Regions from separate parts of the Mus musculus genome. Here region 1 is linked to region 2. Evidence: chromatin contacts called from public HiChIP or PLAC-seq data. All regions are on one chromosome and are shown on one strand. The core of a region is the stretch at or near the end of the contact, and the rest is flanking DNA. Distances in the headings are between cores, read along the strand shown. Region 1 holds the start of F11r (F11 receptor). Region 2 holds the start of Cfap126 (cilia and flagella associated protein 126).

The links. HiChIP or PLAC-seq counts read pairs in DNA pulled down with a chosen protein or histone mark.
Region 1: an H3K4me3 HiChIP or PLAC-seq map of embryonic stem cells shows a contact between it and region 2, with 14 read pairs. The contact joins the promoter of F11r here to the promoter of Cfap126 in region 2. A contact is called at or near these places in 14 of 39 promoter capture datasets (the C10 cell line, the HPC-7 cell line, HPC-7-derived erythroid cells and 6 more), 3 of 484 Hi-C or Micro-C datasets (cardiomyocytes, embryonic stem cells and uterus), 7 of 115 datasets of contacts at active chromatin or transcription factors (embryonic stem cells, microglia and pancreatic cancer cells) and 3 of 9 other capture datasets (adipose tissue, embryonic stem cells and liver).

The regions. Positions count from the first base shown.
Region 1 is chr1:171,435,417-171,440,284 of GRCm38.p6, forward strand. F11r (F11 receptor) reads left to right here and starts at 2,145. Exons shown (of 10, transcript NM_172647.2): 1 at 2,145-2,285. The coding sequence starts at 2,225. Gm26641 (predicted gene, 26641) reads right to left here and starts at 1,906. Exons shown (of 2, transcript NR_151523.1): 1 at 1,826-1,906.
Region 2 is chr1:171,121,302-171,126,033 of GRCm38.p6, forward strand. It overlaps Cfap126 (cilia and flagella associated protein 126), which reads left to right and starts at 1,744. Exons shown (of 5, transcript NM_001379426.1): 1 at 1,744-1,892; 2 at 3,733-3,795; 3 at 3,969-4,049. The coding sequence starts at 1,866.

The sequences.
Region 1 (4,868 bases), core at 895-3,394, 310 kb after region 2:
CGGGGTGGAGGACACTCCTACCCTGACCCTCCAAATGTCCGCTTAATTGTCTGGTAAACTGGGAAAAGAATGTAAAACTTGCTGTTATCTTGACTGAGGTGCCTAAGTTGTAAAAATTTATAGCCAAAGCCTGCCAAGCCCTCATTAACTGCATGCAGCTGACCAGCGCCTTTGTTCCTTTTATCACTTTGAGCTCCCGACCAAATGTCCAGGAGGATGAACTGAGAGCCATGGATTCTGGACCCAGTGTCCTAAAGGATGAATTAAAGGCCTTCAAGCCAGGTGTCCTGGAGGAAGCCCAGTCTTCAACAAACACTGTCGTGCATGCTTAACCATTAATGCAAAAATATGCTCGATGACCCTGCAGCTCACCCAGCCCCTCCCTCCTTTTGCAGTTTTACCCTTTAAAAATGCAACACAGCTTCCTTGGGGATGTGGTTCAGACCCCCAACTTGGCCACCTCCTGACCGCTCAGAAAATAAGGCTTCTGTTTTGACGTTTCTGTCTCTGAAGTGAGCCTTCTCAGCTTCCATCCAGAACCCAACAGGTATAGTGAGTGGGTCATACTGTAATCTTGGTATTCAGGGAGGCTGAGACGTCCTAAGTTCAAGGATATTTGGGGCCATATGTGAGTTGCAGAGCAGCCTGGGCTAAAGCAAGATCAGGCCAAACAAATGCCAAAACTGTGTATAAGTCTCAGTTTAGGACTTCAACTTTCTTTGAGGGTGAATAACAAGTTTGCCCTTGGCAGATACCCAAATATTTGTTTCAGTTTAGTAGTACAAAGTTTCTTTCTTGGTTACACACTGTCCTGTTTATTTTAACTGCCAACCTTGAAGTCAGAAATGTTGTTTTAATTTATTTATACTTTCCAGTCTCATCCAGGAGATGCTTGGTAAACTTGCTGATTGTTGTTGCTGTTGGTGGTGGTTTTTTGAGACAGGGTCTCACACTGCATCTCTGGCTGTCCTGGAACTCACAATGTAGATCAGGCTGGTCTTGAACTCACAAAGATCTACCTGCTTCTGCCTCCCCAGTGCCGGGATTAAAAGCATGGGCTACCAAGCCCAGTGTAGCATGCACTCTTAACTGCTAAGTCATCTCTCCAGCCTGTTTTATTTTTGAAATGGGGTCTCTTGTAGCTTAGGCTATTCTCTGATTTGCTACCTTGTCAAGGATAGCCTTAAACTCCTAATCCTGCTGTCCCTGTCTTTTACAGTCCTGGGATTACAAGCATAAACACTAGGTTGGGTTTTTTCCCCCTTTCTATCCTTCTCCTCCTCCCCTCCCACCCCCTTCCCTTCCTCTGAGAAAGGGTCTCATGAATCCCAGGCTGGTCTACGGCTTATTAGATACCTAAGGCTGAGCCCCCAATCTTTCTGTACTTACATACCTCTTGGCATAGCCATTTTTATAGGAAGATCCACAGTTTGAGGCCAGCCTCAGCGACATAGCTAGCCCTGGTCTAGAAAACAAAAGCTAATCCAAATGTAAGGCCCAGCAAAGGAGCTGCTGACATAGATCCTATGTGTATGTATAAAAGACATATTCCCAGTCCTCCCAAGAAGTATGGGTCAGCTTTTATTATCTGGATGCTTCCTGTATCCGTCTATGTAGGTTTCTTTTTGAGAGCAACCCAGTTTGGGATAGTCAAGATGTCTCTCTTGTCTCAACCCTCTCCCTACACCTTCCTATATTAATTTGTGTTTTTCACTTACCAAGGGGGAGGGGACCAAAGATTCTGCACCATCAAGCAATTGAAAAGTAATGGAAGAGAAATCAACCAAGCACATTCCTGCATCTCACAGGCAGTGACCTTACTCACCTTCTCTTTAGAGATGACTATCGAGGGCCTGGCAGTCCGAAAGGCTCTATCTGCATGCCTTGCTGCCCAATTGGGATGCCCTTACCTGCCGAAGAGGAGGCCTTGGTTTCTTTAAGCGACAGTCTCCTGGGCCAACCAGAGGTCTCTAGAGGTGAAAGCCACCAATCGGACTCAAGAAGGAGGAAAGTTCGGGGTTGCACCTGCGTACGGTGAGTCACTCATCGGAGCTCCCTCTCTTTTCACCAATCGGAACGCGGGGAAGCCGGGCGCCGCCCACCGGGCGTGGAGAGAAAGGCGGGCCGGGCTTAACCTGGCTGCTAGAGTCCAGCCCAGGGCAGTGGATCGCGAGGCTGTTCCCATTGGAGTTGCTGTGCCCGTCGCGTCGGGATTGTAACTGTAATGGGCACCGAGGGGAAAGCCGGGAGGAAACTGTTGTTTCTCTTCACGTCTATGATCCTGGGTGAGTTCCTAGAGTTTTTGGAGGATTAGGTGGGTCCGGGGAGAGGCTGGAAGAGGACGATCCCCACGCGCCGACGGGAAGGGAGGAGTCCAGAAACCTGCCTGCCTGCCTCGCCCTGGGAGTCCACTTTTCCGCCCGGGTCTGGTCACTCTCCGTTCCCCTCCCCCACCGGGAGACTGGCTGGCTCCCTTCGCCCAAGCCGGTGATCTGTGACCCTACCTCCCACTCGGTGCCGGGAGTACCCTCTCTGCGGAAGCACCAAAAATAACCCGGGAGGGTCCATGGTTCTGGGTCTCCCCTAACGACCCGAGGACCCTCCCCAAACCCAACTATTTCGCTAGCCGTTCTTCTCCATAGTATACGTCTGGGAAGGTCTATCCTGCCCTTCCGACATTCTCGGAGATCTCAGAGAAACCTTGAGCCTCTCACCCGGACTCCCTTGGCTCAAGTGCCCTAGAAGGAAATGTAATGAGGAGGGGGGTGGGCTGGGTAGGGAAGATTTCTTTTCCTGGCTTTTGTAGAAGGGTTTCTTCCTCTTGTTAAGTAGTAGACCTTCTGGGATTAATGCCGAGGTTCGGCGTCTGAAGAAGAAATGAATTCTCTAAAATTTCTCAGATTCAGAATTCCTTTCTTGACTAGGTAGCAAAGAGTCGTTAATTAAGGTTGTTGACGGAGTAAGGATTCCCTGGGGCAAGAGTAGGTCTATTGGTTGGCTGGATCTCCTTAGAGCCAGAACTCTGCCCTCCCCCTTGCCCGGAATGAGAGTTTTTTTGTTTCTTTGTCGACTCCTTTTCCTGAGAAACAGCCAGGCTCGCATGCTGGGGCATGACTATCTCGAGGTGTGTTTGTATGAGGTTGAGTGTGAGGTAGGTTGGTTTGTTCCCTTGGTCAGTGTGTGTCAGCACCTGTATATTTATCTGTCTCCTTTCCCTGCCGCCACCACCCTTCGGAGCCGAGGACCAAACCCAGGGACTTGGGTGTGCTATGTCTGGTTCCTGAGTGTCACACACTCCTGTTGTTGGAATGTGTTCCGTATGAATCTGTTTCCCTTCACGGTTAGTATTTTAGAGAGGATAAAGGAAATAAACCATTACAGTCAGTATCGCTGTCTTCTAAAGGCAGTTCGTTTTGGTAACCTTTTTGGAGAACAATCATAAGACTAAGTCCCCAAGATGGAGAGATGGGTCCCTTGTTTCTCATTACAACTGTAAAGCTTTGGAGTGGCCTAGACAATAGGTGAGTCTACTTCTCTACATTGTACAGATAAGGAAATTAATCTGTGGAGAGGAAATGACCTTCCCAGTTTTACAAGAGGGTAAGAAGCTGGGGATGGAACCAGAGCCCTCTGACTCCCATTCCTGGAGATCCAGCGTCTCAGGCATGAGGCATAAGAAGGATCTAAACTACTCTTTCAGAATCAGCTCTCTTGTTATTAATGAAATCCCTTCCACTAGAGTCTCTCACTTCACCTTTGAATTCTACTACTGTTTCTCCGTCCCCTCCTCCTTTCTTTGCCCGGCCATCACTTGTTTCATTTCTGTTCATATCTTAGATTGCTAGCCACACCCACATTCCTGTTTTGTGTACTGTTTCCTCTGGATCAAGGACCGTAGTTGTTAGACTTACGTAAAGCCCTGGAGCGACTTCCTTCCAACCCCTTTCCTCCTTCCTTTTCTCTTCCCCTAATTTCCTACGTTAATTCTAGCACTCACCACCAAAGAGAAGGATGGTGACAAGATCATTTTGAGCAGGCAGCGGTGGTTCCAAGGAAGCCTGAGTGAGGTGGGGCATTTATTTGCTTGGCAGGGCAGGGGGCCCTAGGGAAATAACACGTAGGGGGTGGCAGTGGGTGAGAATACACTTCATGGTGTAACTTTGAAATCAAGGTAGACCTGGGGGAAGGGAGTGATTTGGTTAGTGCAAATGAGGATGGAAATGTCAGCCGGGCCACCTCATCAGGAGTTCTTCTTTCTTTTGTCTGTCCTGTGCCCCTAGGCTAGGAGCTCAGTCTTTTCTGCTATAAAACAGAAGTAATACTACAAGTCCTCCGCACGCCATGAGGATCAATGGAGTTAATAGCTACGTTACATATACATGAAGGGATTACTGTCGCACAGCTATTACCCCTTTGGATTTTGTGAGGGTGTAAGAATGCTGTCCTTACAAGACTAGGTCAAAGGACGCAGGAACAGTTCCCAATGGCTTTATTTTATGATTACTGAGTTTTAAGGTGAGGGCTCTTGTGGGGGCATCCGGTGTGAAGGAAGCACAAACAGCTTGCCCCAGTGTCCTTGGCTTCTGAGTTACTCCTCACCGTGGGCTCTGCCGTCAGGGAGGAAAAGAAAGAGCGGGATAGCTAAGTATTGAGCCCAGCCTGCTAAGTGGATGACTGCTCCAGCCTGAGCTACTCAGTGGGCAGGCTACACAGACAGGCTGGGAGAGCTGAGCCTGGAGAGTTGGGACTGGTGACCCACAATGCTGTGTTTCATTCCCTCGAGAACCTGAACTTGGAAAGGGTTCAGCTACATGCAGGGGCCAGTGGCTGGGTCAACTTTTATTGTATCCAGAAGGGAGGGAAGTAAG
Region 2 (4,732 bases), core at 494-2,993:
TTGGATTGCAGGTATAAACAACCACATGCAGCTTGCTTTCTTGAAAGAAACAATTTGTTTTTAAATCATATGTGTGAGTTGAGGTAGCTGTTTCAGAAGAGGGCGTCAGATTCCACATAGCTGTGGTTACAGAGGCTGAGAGCCATGGGCACTGGGAAAGCCAGCTTGGCTCTACTGGATGAGCAGAGAGCACTCCCAGTCACTGAGCCATCTCCCCAGATCCCTTCCCCACCCCACGTCCTTCCTTCAAACCAGCACCTATGATCTATAGAATAATGGGTTTCATTGTGACATTTTCATTCATGTAGGATTCTGATTGCGTTCACCCTCTTATGCCCCTCCCCCTCCCAGTGGACCCCACCTGCTTCCCCCTATACCCTCTTCTCACTTCACGTGGACTTTTGTTCTTGTTGTTTGGTTGTTGAGATAAGGCCTTTCTATGCATCCCTGACTGGCCTGGAACTTACTATGTAAACCTGGTTGGCTCACATTTAGAGGTCTGACTCCTCCAAGTTCTGAGGTTAGAGGCGTCACCATGCTTTCGTGTTTGAGTGTGTGTGTGTGTGTGTGTGTGTGTGTGTGTGTGTGTGTCTGAGCTCAGAGATGCTTGCACACGTGGGAGGTTATTCCCAGGAGCATGGACCACCTACCAGTGTGGCTGGTTACAACACTGAAAAGAAGATCCTGCCCTCTCCAGAACTATTAACATAAAGGGCGGGGCCTTGTGAGCCCCTCCCCCAGCAACAGTTAACGCCTCCATAGCTCCAGGAAGGAGGGGGGGCCTCATGAGTCCCTTCCCTGTTTTTTGGAGACAGGATCCTACTACATAGCCAAGGCTGGTCTTGAACTTGAGATCCTCCTGCCTCCACTTCCTGGATACTGGGATTACAGGCGTGCACAGCCATATCTGGCTCTTAAGTATCTTTGGACAACTTGGGTTTTTTCCTTTTTTTAAAACTTAAGACTTTGTAACTGACAAGCCCTCTTTAGTTCTAACACCCCAATAGATGAGTAGATGGACTTAACAGAAATTTCAATGAGTCTCTCAGGGTTCCTTGGTTTTATAGCTAATAGGCTCAGGCCCTGGTACCTACTCAGTTTCCCACCCTACGTTCTGATTTGCCATATCCTAACCAACACTATGAAGCTATATCTTGGGTCCTGTGACTGTAGGGGGATGGAGGAGACAGGAGTCACTTAAGGACCAAGGATAAGACATATATTTCCTTTTGGGAACAAACCAGTTGGTTGCTTCCTAAGCAGTGTGCCTTTGTTATCCTGTGAGCAGCATCTTGGCAGCGCCCAATTCCCACTGTGAACATTTCATTCACCTTATTCTTCAGTGTACAAAGCAGGCCATCACTACAGTGTGTGATGGATGAGGGGTTAGGCTTAGTTCATTATACCACAGTGTCTCACACACTCAGCTCACGGGGGTTGGGGGGTCTCAAAGTTTGTTTAAATAGTTGAAGATGTCATTCAAAGACAACCTGGAAATTCTGAAGCAGACTTAACTATGTTGGGGAAACAGCTATTTACATGACAGTTATCCCTGATTTGTTTTGGACACATGCAAAGTATAGTAACTGAGGCAAATGCAGCGGTCCTGCTCAGTGGTCCTGGGATTTTGGAAGCAGAGGCAGGAGGACGGGGTGTTCAAGGTATCCATGGCTACTTCTCAGTTCATTTTCTCATGTTTGTTTGGGCCTCTATACTCTAAAATGAAAATGAACCTACGTTTCAGAGAGAAAGGAAGAGGGTAGTGTAAACCACAGAATGTAGCCCAACCCCTGCTGACCGGGAGTAACTCCCAGAAGGCTGGCCTTCTGCAGTTGCCAGGCAACAAGTGTAAACAGCACTGGATCATGGCCACTAACTACAGTGCCAACCAGGTAAGCGCTTGCTCGTCACCCTTTTACATTTGAGTTTATGTTCCAGATGCTGCCCTTGACTGCCCGCTCCCATCAGACTCTGACTGGGTTGAGGCGGTGCTTCATCTCATGGGTGGGAGGGCCCAGGAACAAGCAAAGAGGATCTGGGTTAAATCTGTAGACCGTAAGCCAGGAAGCAGTGATTTTATTTGTACAGGCCAGAGTAAGCAGTTTAGGCTTTGTAAGTCAAGTGACAAAGTCATATCTATTTATATGAAAGTTAGCACTAATTTGTTTCAGAAAAATTCAAAATATAGGGGTAGAGATGCTCCCCAGTGGTCCCCGAGGCAGGAGGATGGGTGTTCAAGGCATTCTGGGGCTACATACTGAGTCCAAGGCTAACCTGAGCTTCAAGAGAACCCCTCCCCCTCCACACACACACAGAGAGAGAGAGAAAGAGAGAGAGAGAGAGAGAGAGAGAGAGAGAGAGAGAGAGAGAGAGAGAGAGAGAGAGAATGAAAACAAGGACACAAAATAGTCACTGATGGTTCGAGGCCAGCCTGGTCTACATAGAGAGTTCCAGGCCAGCCAGAGTCTTGTAGTAAGAAAAGAAACAAAATATTGCCTACACATTTTTGGAGTTCCTTTGGAGAAAATATTTTCCTTCTTTAGTATTCCCAGTTTAGTGTTGTTCTTTTTCTTCGTTTATGTGTATGTGTGTGAGTAGGTAGACAGGTAAGGTTTTGCTACTACCTACCTATCCCAGACTGGACCACAAAGTCACAACCCTCCTACCTTCCTCTGCTAAGCGTGAGGCTTACAGGTGTGTGCCACCTTGGCCAACTACCTTCTGTCAAAGCAACACAAATGGTTGTTTTATGTCTACAAATATTTTTACAAATGGTCTATTTTTACAAATAAAAAACGTTCTTGCCAGGGAGGCAGGGACAGAAGGGTGGAACCCAGCCTCAAAGAAAGAAAGAAAAAGAGAGAGAGAGAGAGAGAGAGAGAGAGAGAGAGAGAGAGAGAGAGAGAGAGAGAGAGAGAGAGAGAGAGAGGAAAGAAAGAAAGAAAGAAAGAAAGAAAGTGGCGTTTTCTGCCCCTTGGCCTTCTAAAAGCAGGTAGCAATGTGGATTTGGTTACCATCCCTTGGTCTAATCTAGCAGTCTCCAGCAGTGTGTCACAAACATAATTTAAAAGGTTTTAGCAGCTATGTGAAAATTAAAAATTAAATTTTGTAATGCTCAGTAGAATATAATAAACCTCAAACATTAACATTTAATTGCATTTTTAAAAAGTCTAACCACACACACACACACACACCTATTTTATACCAGCTCCTTAAAATCCATTTTTCCCCACTAGCGCTGAGGACCATAGCTCTGTACATGCTAGATAAGCACTGTAACTCAGAGCTACACCCCTGGTACACATCTTGAGCAAACAGATTATAATCTCATACTTACCTAGCACGCACAAGATCCTGGGTTCAATATGCAGCGTGGCAAAGCCAGACACAATCTCGTCTCTCTTTGTATTTAGCTCTCTTCTTTTCGTGTTGCTTGTAGGTTGGCATACCAACTGTTGGGTTTTGTCAGGGCATCTTCCTACACAAGAGTCAGTATACTGTTCTCAACCCTTCCCTCCAGCTGGTAGGCTTTTCTTCCCAGACTTAGTGCCCAGGTCAGCTCTCCTTATACTCTGCAACCCATTGTCTTAGCACCTACCTCCCTTATGATAGCTTCCTCCCTACATACCCTTGCCACAGTGAGTTCGAGTTCACCTAACTGTAGAGAACAGTGTCACCATCTCACGGGGGAGCCTCGGAGCCTCACAGGAACTCTCCTCTTTCTCTCCACAGTATGAAAAAGCTTACTTACCCACGTACCTGCAGAACTGGTCTCCTGCCAGGCCAACGAAAGAGGTATTCTGAGCTCAGTGCCCCTCTCCAAGGCCAGTTTCCGATGACTGGCCCCACTGGTTCTCCCTAAGACCTAAGTCCCTTAGCCCTTGAACAGTCCATGTGTTTCTCTCCCATACTTTTACCCCAAGCCCCTCTTTCACTTCAGGCACTTCTCTTTCTACCCCAAAATACAGAAAATCGCTGCCCATGAAGGTTACACTCAGATCATCGCCAACGATCGAGGGCATCTCTTGCCTTCAGTGCCCCGTTCCAAGGTGAGATTCCCCACCTCCCTTCTACCAGAAAAAAAGAGAGGGTGGGGAGGAGCTAGCTAGTTGTGGTGGCATACACCTTTAATCCCAGGGGGGATTTAATATTCAATAGGCAGAGGCAGGAGAATCTGTGAGTTTGAGGCCAGCCTGGTCTACACAGTGAATTTCAGGATAGCCAAGGAGAGAGAGAGAGAGAGAGAGAGAGAGAGAGAGAGAGAGAGAGAGAGAGAGAGAGAGAGAGAGAGAGAAAGAGGTTGTCTCAAAACCAACAAAAAGAACTGATGCATAAAAGCAGAGCTCCAGTCACACAGAAAACTAAAGTCCAGTCTGTGACACCCTCCCCTCCCTCTATCCGCCAGGACGGAGCTGAGCTTAGCACATGGAAGTCCTGAAAATATGTAAGCAATGTTTTCAGATGACAATATTTATGCCCAGGACTCCTTTATCACACTTAGCCTAAGAATGAAAATTTTAAGTTGGAAGGAAAGGGACTGGAAAACAGCCGAACTGAACAAACCGATGGAATCAAAGCTTCCCTTTTACTTGGTAAGCCACTGCCTTAGACCCTCTCTCAGGTGTTTCCTTACTAAGCATTGGCAAGACAAGAGTGGCCGTGAAGCCAGACAGCCCTGCCAAGCAGACACTACCAGCCGTGAAGACCTGGTGAGCAATCTCTTTTCCTTTAG